2 separate regions of the Ovis aries genome follow, and region 1 is linked to region 2. A link is a contact called in public Hi-C data. All regions are on one chromosome and are shown on one strand. The core of a region is the stretch at or near the end of the contact, and the rest is flanking DNA. Distances in the headings are between cores, read along the strand shown.

Evidence for each region. A called contact is a pair of places that touch in the nucleus more often than the background predicts.
Region 1: a Hi-C map of omental adipose tissue shows a contact between it and region 2, with 2.2 times the contacts expected there. The contact joins the enhancer-like site here to the promoter of TWSG1 in region 2.

The regions. Positions count from the first base shown.
Region 1 is chr23:42,126,370-42,130,804 of ARS-UI_Ramb_v3.0, reverse strand. All of the region lies in intron 1 of RALBP1 (ralA binding protein 1), which reads right to left. Among named protein-coding and RNA genes, the nearest start is that of RALBP1, 16 kb to the right of the region's middle. Within about 2 kb of position 1,479, at least 13 of the 54 cell types and tissues checked have an H3K27ac peak or open chromatin away from gene starts, as enhancers often do.
Region 2 is chr23:42,057,654-42,062,271 of ARS-UI_Ramb_v3.0, reverse strand. It overlaps TWSG1 (twisted gastrulation BMP signaling modulator 1), which reads right to left and starts at 2,519. Exons shown (of 5, transcript XM_015103656.3): 1 at 2,380-2,519; 2 at 756-912. The coding sequence starts at 878.

The DNA of each region.
Region 1 (4,435 bases), core at 230-2,729, 70 kb before region 2:
AAAAGACCGCACACTGACAGGCAAAGAAGGCAGACAGGACGAGGCCTCGAGATACGAGGACCAACCCTGATCCCGGAGGGCGCTTTCTGCCTCTGCATCGCAGACTTGCAGCAAAAGATGCCAGAAACCCAGCAATGACAAAAGCCAGCCCTCTCAGCTGAAGGACCAGAAGGGGGCGATCCTTCCAGACAGAAGCCTGGAACAGAGTCTACTCTGCGGTCTCCTCCAGCACAGAGACATAACCGTGCCAGTATGGCGCTGGAGCAAGGGTGGACAGGTTAGTGAACAAAACAGAAACTCCTCAGAGGCACACATATACACAGTCAACTGCCTGTCAACAAAGGCTCCAAAGGAATTCATGGACAAGGAAAGTCTTCAGCAAGGGGTGCAGAGTAACCATGGGGGCAAGAGAGAAGGTCAGCCCTGCATCGCATCACCACGAAGTGTGTATGACAAACTACAGACACAAAACTTCACTGCTAACAACTTAAAACTTCTAAACAGAACACATTTGTGAGCCCTTGGAGGAAGAATTTCCCAGACAGGAACAGAAAGCAATTAACTACTGAATTAAAAGTCCACAAACTAGACTTTTTATCAAAAGCAAAAACTTTCACTTACTATCAAAAGATAGTAAGAAGAAAATTAAGAGTCAAGGCCAAGATGTGGAGAACACACTTAGAGTGTGTGTGTGTGTGTGTGTCTCACAAGTCTTAAACCCAGGATATATACAGAACTTCTACAGTTCGACAACAACCCAAAACAAAAATGGGCAAAATCAAGCAAACAATTTAGAAAAGAAAATGTATGACTGGTCAATAAGCCCATGAAAAAACCTCCACATCACTAAACATCAAAGAAATGGAAATTCAAACCACAATGAGCTATCAGCAGACACCATCCAGAATGGCTGAAGTGCAAACAGAACTACAATTCCTAATGCTGGTGAGGATGTGTGGCACTAGAAATTCAATACACTGCTGGTGGGAATGTAACATTTAACCACTTTGGAAAAGTATTACTATTTGGCAGTATCTAGTTAAACTTTTACCATATGACCCAGCAATTCTCCTGAGTATTTACCCCAGAGAAATGGAAACATATTCACACATACTCACATGATCAGAGTAACTGTATTCATAACAGATAAAAAACAGAAACACATTGCCATTAACAAGCCTGGATAAACAAGCGGAAATATATTCACACAATGGAATACTAGCATTTTTTGAAATGAACAAACTAGTCATCCATACAACAAAACAGATGAACTTCAAGACAGCACTGCAGACACCTGAGATTACATAGTGTATGACTATTCATATGCAGCTCTGGGAGAGGTAAGCTCATCTCCATCACAAGAATCTACAACTGTGGTCCTGGGGTTTGGGGAAGAGGCAGGGACAGAGTACAGAGCAGCTAGAGAGAACCCTCCAGGCTAATGGCTGTGTTCCATGTCCTGACAGGCATGAGGGCTACACACACACACACACTTGCTGACACACACGATCGTGTTAGTCTCGGGCGTACTAGTGCTCTAATATTTACGTCCATTTTGAAATGAGGACCAGTGGTGAGCCTAGTAACCACCTGTCCCCACACAAAGTTATTTCAACATTATTCCACAGTCCTTACACTGCACGTTACATTTCGAGGCTTTTCTTTTAATAACCTGCACCTCCTGTTCCCCTTCATCTATTCAACTCTCCACCTCCTTCCCTTCTGGCAACCACACATTTGCTCTCTGTATCTATGAGTCTATTTTCATTCTGTCTTATTTTTCAGATTCTACACATAAGTGAGATCATATGGTATCTGTTTTTCTCTGTCTGGCTTATCTTACTTAGCAAAATGCCCTCTAGATCTATCTACCCATGGGGTCACACACAAAAAAAAAATTAAACTGTGCCTATCACTGAATTATAAATTATACCTCAATAAAATCTCACAGATTAGGAAAAAAAACACAGATGCTATGCAGAGATGATCATGAGCCATTAAAAATATGAACTCTCCTCAAATGTTGCAACTCTCACCCTAATGGTTGACATCCCCTCCCAGCCCCCCACACCCCAAATCACTGCAATAGGAATTTCTATTTCCAGTCTTTCCCAAATGAAAGCCTTTGGCTATCTGGAAAAAAATCTCTCTCCAGAAAGAATTTAAGGGAAAAAATGTGACTTCTGTAATAACTAACAAAAACTATTAAAAGTATTTCCATACATCTAGAAATTTACTTTAGAATCCCCCCAAATTATACCTTTGAAATTAAATATTTCATGTAAAAAGAATAGTTATGACAGTTTTAACTGGGGTAAAGCCAAAAATAAGTTTCACAAAATCAGACTCAAACTTAATAAAGACTTAAAAAGCTTCGCTCTTCTAAAGAACCAGGATACACACTGTTCCAACAGTCTCCGCTGCTCACGTACCAGTGTTAACCAGCACATGTAAGAGGAATCACTCACCCACGCCAAAGGATAAAGCGGTATCAGCAGGAAAGACTGACAGCTAAACTGAAGTCTCCTGAAATGAGGTTTTGAAAATAACTCCAATGATTCATTAAACCTGATAATATCTACACAGACAAGGGCCTCTTCCAAAAAAACTAACAGCTTGCTTAACTAGTTCACAAGCTACAAGAGTCCAGTATTTATAAATGGATTTTTATTAAATACAGCCTAAAAGTCACTGGAAGCAGCTTTTCCTTGTTTTTATGGTTTTTAAAAATAATCTGTAGATTAAAAGTCTCTAACCTAAATCTCTACAAGGGAATCCAGATACTGGCTCGTTAGAACACACTGAGCGCCGACCCCCATTAACCTACTGTCTGGGGATGGCCAACTCCATAAGCACGTGCGCAAGCAAAACACATTCTTGTTCTTCAGATTTTCTCAGAATTAAAGAGCATCCAGATCACAAGTGGCCACTAAGCACCCAGCACCATACATGCAGAGACCCACCAGAGCACCCCATGAGGTCTCAGGGCGCAAGGGAGAGAGAGATGATTCTGAAGGACTCCTAGCGGGCAGGAACAGGACAAGTAAATTACAAAAGATCACGACTGATTTGCCAATAGGACACTGGAAATTTACAGACAATAAACAAACATATTCAAAATTCTGATAAGAAAACCAGTTTCAACAACCACCCAAGCGTACAGGTAGAATAAAGATACTCCAGACACACAGCGGCAAGGACTGTATTCCCTGTACACTTGCCCAAGAGACTTGGCAGCCTGAGATGCGACCCAATGGGCAGCAAGGAGCCCAGGAAGAGCAGGCCGGTGGCCAGCTGGCGACACAGTCCCTGTGACCCAGGGGAAGAAGGGCTCCAAGACATCTGCCTGTGCAGAAAAGAAGAACAAGACTGGAGCTTTGGGAACAAATCCATCATAAGAACAGAGTGAAAAACAAATAACAGTAAGAGACGACCACTAACTTTAAGAAAAAAGGCAGATGGGAAAATGAAACTGTAGTCCTCTGCCTGGCTCAGGATTACACAATGCTTCTGTAATAATCACAATGAAAACGATGGATGCTGACTGATGGAACCAAACACTGCGCAGGGCATGACTATGCTGGAGGGCTGGGGGCAGCGAACCCGGGGGAGGGTCTCAGAGACCCAAATCCTCATCCACCTAACGCCTAGGTAACAAAGGACATTCAGAACTGCCACCTTCAAAAACAGCAGTTTAAGGGTATTACTTAGGTAAAGGAAATAAACACCAAAAGAAATAGGTGAAAGGAAAGCTTCAGCTATAAAACTCGGGGGCAGGGGGCGGGGGCAAGGTGGGAACCAGCATTTTGCCTGAGGTCCCCAAGGCCACCCCAGGGTCAGCGATTCGCTAGGAGGACTCAAATCAGTAACCACACAATCACACTCAGGCTAAGATTTATTACAGAGAAAGGATACAGAGCAAAAAAAGCAAAGGACAAGGGGCTGAGTCCAGAGGAACCAGGCGTATGTCAAGGGCCCCCTGGCAGGGGAGACACAGGGACACATATGAAGCACCAGGGGTTTCTGGCTGCTCCTCCATCAGCCCAAGGTCCCCGAGGAGCCTGGTCACAGCAGCTTTCTCTATGGAGCGGGTACTGAAGTCCCAGACTCCCAGAAAGAAGGCAGGCATTCTGTGTCAATCAGGCTATTCTACAATCCGCTGAGGCCCAGTAACCACACTTCTCACTTACACAAAATTTTATTGGCCATAAGGAACTCTACTCATCAAAGGATTTCTCTTAAGACATGAATATTACTGTTCAAGAAAAAAAAACAAAACCAAGTTTACAAGCTGAGATGAGGCAAATAATCCTTCAGACGAAGCAGATAAGGCTTAGGGAGTTTCCTATTGTCCACAGCGAAGTCCCAGCCATGCTAAGACGCGCGAGGTTCACAGGCTGTGCCCGTGCCGCACAGCAGTATCCAGAGGTACAGA
Region 2 (4,618 bases), core at 1,270-3,769:
TAACAGGATGGGAAAAGGGAGAACAGCTATATAAGACGTGAAGTTTACCACTAATTAACAAAACTTTATGGACAGTAATAATCAGTATGCATATGGAAAGGCCATAGCCTTCGTGTTCAGACACAGGCCACGTTCCGCAGCCACTTATTAGCTCTGTGAACTAAGCCAATCGCTCAACCCCACTTTTCTCTTCAGAAAGGCTTGCCTTGATGGCCTAGAGAGATCACTGTCAAGTATCTTGAAAGCAGATTCTCCCAACACTTGCGACCTTGAGAAACCCTGGCCCCAAACCACCCAGCTCAGCTGCTCCTAGGTTCCCAACCCTTAGGAACTGTGTAAATAATAAATGTTTACTGCATTAAGCTACTCTGTTTGGGGTAACTTGTTACACAGAACAGACAATTAGTACATTATATTTAGAGAACAGTCTGTCTATGATTTGACTAGCTAAAATTTTTTTTTCTAAATATAGTAAGTGAGCCTCTTTGCTATGTAAACTCAATTGTACAACAGAACCCTTTAATTCACCTGAATAGATAGCTCATCACCTTGTAACGGCCTGTTTACAAAGCTGGGTATTATTTCCTGTACTGAACTCCTTGAGTCTGAGTTTGTTTGTGAAGTATGGGGGCAAAACCCCAGACTAGTGTTACGGTTCTTACACTGTATTACATAGACACTCTCTGTGTATTTGCATTCTGTATTTGCTATATAATAAATTTTAATATTAGTAAAAAGAGTATTCTTAGTCCTACCTGAATGAGGCATTTGCTCACATCACTGGCACAGAGTGCTTTGTTACAACTCAGTGACATAGGGACCCATGTCAGGAACACCAGAATGGGGAGAGTAAGCATAACAACAGAGAGTGACTTCATGATTCTTCAAAGACAATCAGTAACTCCCAGGAAGCTAAACAAACAAAAAAACAAAAAATTTTAATTCAAAGGCAAGTACTAAGGTAAAAGCAAATACAAAAATAAAAAACAAATAAGTAAACCAAGACTCCTTGTTTGTGTTAGGACTTCTGAGTGATCATTTATAAAGATTATTCTCAACAAAAGATTACTTACACACTCAAAAAAAGTTACAATTTTATATAGTAACATCTTGTTAGCCATCTTCAAATGTATAGAATTTTGAAATTCCTCAGACTATCCAGAAATGGTGACTGTGAAAGTTAAAGCAAATAAGTAGTTTCAATATTACACCGTTACTATTCAGCTTTAGTTTCAGGCCTACTATTCAACTTTAAGCCAGTCAAAAAACCCAAAAAACTATTAATATTGCATTATAAATTTTTAAAAACATTTAATGATATTTTAATTCCCACAATTAAAATAAAATTTAAAAATGCAAACTATTCTAGTGATTACTTATTACTACCTCATTTTGTCTCTTAACATAATTAGCTAGAATGAAGCAGCTCAACGGAAGGAGTGGGCAGTTGCTCCTGACATACTTTAGCGATTAACAAAGGGAAGAGTAAATTATTGACTGCATGAAGAATTCTGATTTATCAAAATGTGACGATATTCTTTTTACTTCTTTACCTTAACTACCACAGATTCTTCAAAATTACTGAAAAAGATGTTACAGTCCAAAACGAGAAAAAGACCAGCACAAATTCTGACGGTGGTAAAATCAACCAACACGGTCATTAAATCTTCAAAAAGGAGAAAATAAAACTTTCTAGGGTTTAAAACACACACTCAAAATGGAATCAATGAAATAAATAGGTGAGGTGAGACGGATAAAAGGTATATTTATGGGCCTTTCAGATCGCTGTAAACCTTTATCCTAAGTGTGAGGAAGAACAATAAAGCAAAGCCACAGAAGGTGGAGAGAGAACCGGGGCTCTGTGCCCGGGCGGCTCGGTTTTGGACGAGAAAGCCCGGAGACGGAGCCAAAGCGGGGCCCCTCCAGGACCGTCGGACCCACCGCCCGCTGCACTGAACCCGGAGCGGCCGACCCCGTACTCGTGGCGGCCCAAGAAGGCGTCGGAAAATGGAAGCTTCCTGAACTAGTGATCAGCCCCAACCACTGAACAGGGGGTATTTCCCCAGCTCACGGCTGTCCCCGCGCCCCTCCCCGAGCTGCCCCTAGCGGGCGTCCAGGTGAACGAGGCGCCGAGGGGCAAGCAGCCGGCTCCTCAGCTGGGAGCGGCTGCCTCCGGGACCCCGGGAACAAAGCGCCGCGGCCCGGCTGGCGGCGCTGACAGCGGCCCCGGAGGCCCGCGAGGAGCGACGCCTCGCGTCTGGCCCGTCTTGTCCCCCGCAGGCCGCCCAGGCCGCGCGGGCCCCGTCTCCTCCCGCCGCGCCGGCCCAGCCGCGGCCTCCAGACCCCGAGCAGCGCCCCCGCCCGCCCCCCGCCGCTCACCGTGCGCAGCGAGCTCGCCGGGCCCCAAGTTCCCCACGGGTCGGCCGAGCGGGCGCGCTGCGGGCTGTGGAGGGAGGCAGGCAGGCCGCGCCTCCACGCCGTCCTCCGCGCGGCGCCCGCAAACCTCCGCACCGAAAGAGGCAGAGACCGGCCAGTCTCCGCCTCACCCCCGCACCCCGCTTCCCTCCGCCCCCTCGGCTCCCGCCTGGGCAGCCGCCAGCTCCCGCCAGGAGGCGTCTCTCACTCCCCGCCGCGCTCCTGTCAGTGCGCGGCCCGGCTCCGCCCCCCGACTAGGCCCCGCCCCCGCCCGCGGGCCCAGCGCTCCTGGGGTCCCGCCCCGCTAGCGCTCCGCCCACCAGAGGCCACACCCCCGACCGGGTACACCCGCCGGGCCCACGCGCTCTGTCCTTTCTCCCTCTTCCCTGTCAACATCTCCGGCCCCTGCTCGGCAGCTTCTTGTTCCCATGGACCCTGCTATCCGGCTCTTCTTGCTCCAGGCTCGACTTGCCCTGGTCCCGGAGCTGGGACGTGATGTCCACGAGCTCCTCGAGTCCTCACGGCCATCCTGGGAGGGAGCTGGTCTCCGCCTGGTTATGGGGATGCCCAACTGATCGAGGCAACTCGCCGGTACCCAGTGCAGCTGACACCTGAGCCCAAGGTTGACGTCAGAGGGAGGACTTATTAAAAAAGCAGGTTTCTGGGGTCTGCCCTCACCTACTGAATAAGTGTCTCCAACAGCAGAGCCTTCAGTGCACTGGATGCTGCGCCCTTGGAGGGCCCCTGGCCCTGTGCTCAGCTCTGGAAGAGCGCAGGGGGCCCCGTGGTGCTGGTCCAGAGGGTGGTTGGCCAGGGAAGAGTGAAACCGTTTGGTGTCGTTCCAGGGCTCCAAAGGGCTCCGGTACACAATCCTTTACCTCTCTTCACAGAAGGCATTCAGCAGAGAGGCAAAGTGATGAATAAGAAGTGTTTTATTAGACTAGGACGCTTGTAAGGCTTACAAAAGAGTGGGCAAAGGGGTGTCACACCCCTAGGCCATAGTTTTATAATCAAAGGAAAAATGGGGAGAGGGAGAACTTCTTCATCTTTCTTGAGTAGACATCATGCTTCCATCATCAGTTCCTCCCTCAGTTTCGGCAGGGGAGTTTTGTCAAGCTAGGTCCACAAATTACTTTTTTATGTGTGCAGAGAGCATGTCCGAGGGGTCATTAACTTACTGAGCTCATTGGGCAGGATGTGGGGCTCATTCCACCAGTGTTTTATTGCTTGGGGGTCACATCCCACGCTTTTGTTGCATGGTTTTGTGTTTAAGCAAACCTGCTTTCTTGAGTAACCATTAAATTACAGGGGTCTCCCATATTTTTCTATTTACAATCCCCTAGTGGGATAGACTGGAGATAGCAATGGCAACCCATTTCAATGCTCTTGCCTGGAAAATCCCATGGACGGAGGAGCCTGGTAGGCTGCAGTCCATGGGGTCGCTAGGAGTCGGATACAACTGAGCTACTTCACTTTCACTTTCATGCATTGGAGAAGGAAATGGCAACCCACTCCAGTGTTCTTGCCTGGAGAATCCCAGGGACGGCGGAACCTGGTGGGCTGCTGTCTATGGGGTTGCACAGAGTCGGACACGACTGAAGCAACTTAGCAGCAGCAGCAGTGGGATAGACTACACCAAAGCTTTTGACTGTGTGGATCACAAGAAACTGTGGAAAATTCTTCAACAGATGGGAAAACCAGACCACCTTACTTGCCTCCTGAGAAATCTGTATGTGGGTCAAGAAGCAACAGTTAGTACTGGACATAGAACAACATACTGGTTCCAAATTGGGAAAGGAGTACATCAAAGTTGTATATTGTTACCCTGCTTATTTAACTTATATGCAGAGTACATCATGAGAAAAGCAGGACTGGATGAAGCACAAGCTTTAATCAAGATTGCTGGGAGAAATATTAATAACCTCAGATATGCAGATAACACCACCCTTATGGCAGAAAGCGATGAACTAAAGAGCCTCTTAATGAAAGTTTAAGAGAAGAGTGAAAAAGTTGGCTTAAAACACAACATTCAGAAAACCAAGATAATGATGTCTGGTCCCATCACTTCATGGCTAATAGATGGGGAAACAATGGGAACAGTGACAGACTTTATTTTCTTGGGCTCCAAAATCACTGCAGATGGTGACTGTAGCCATGAAATTAAAAGACACTTGCTCCTGAGAAGAAAAGTTATGACCCACTT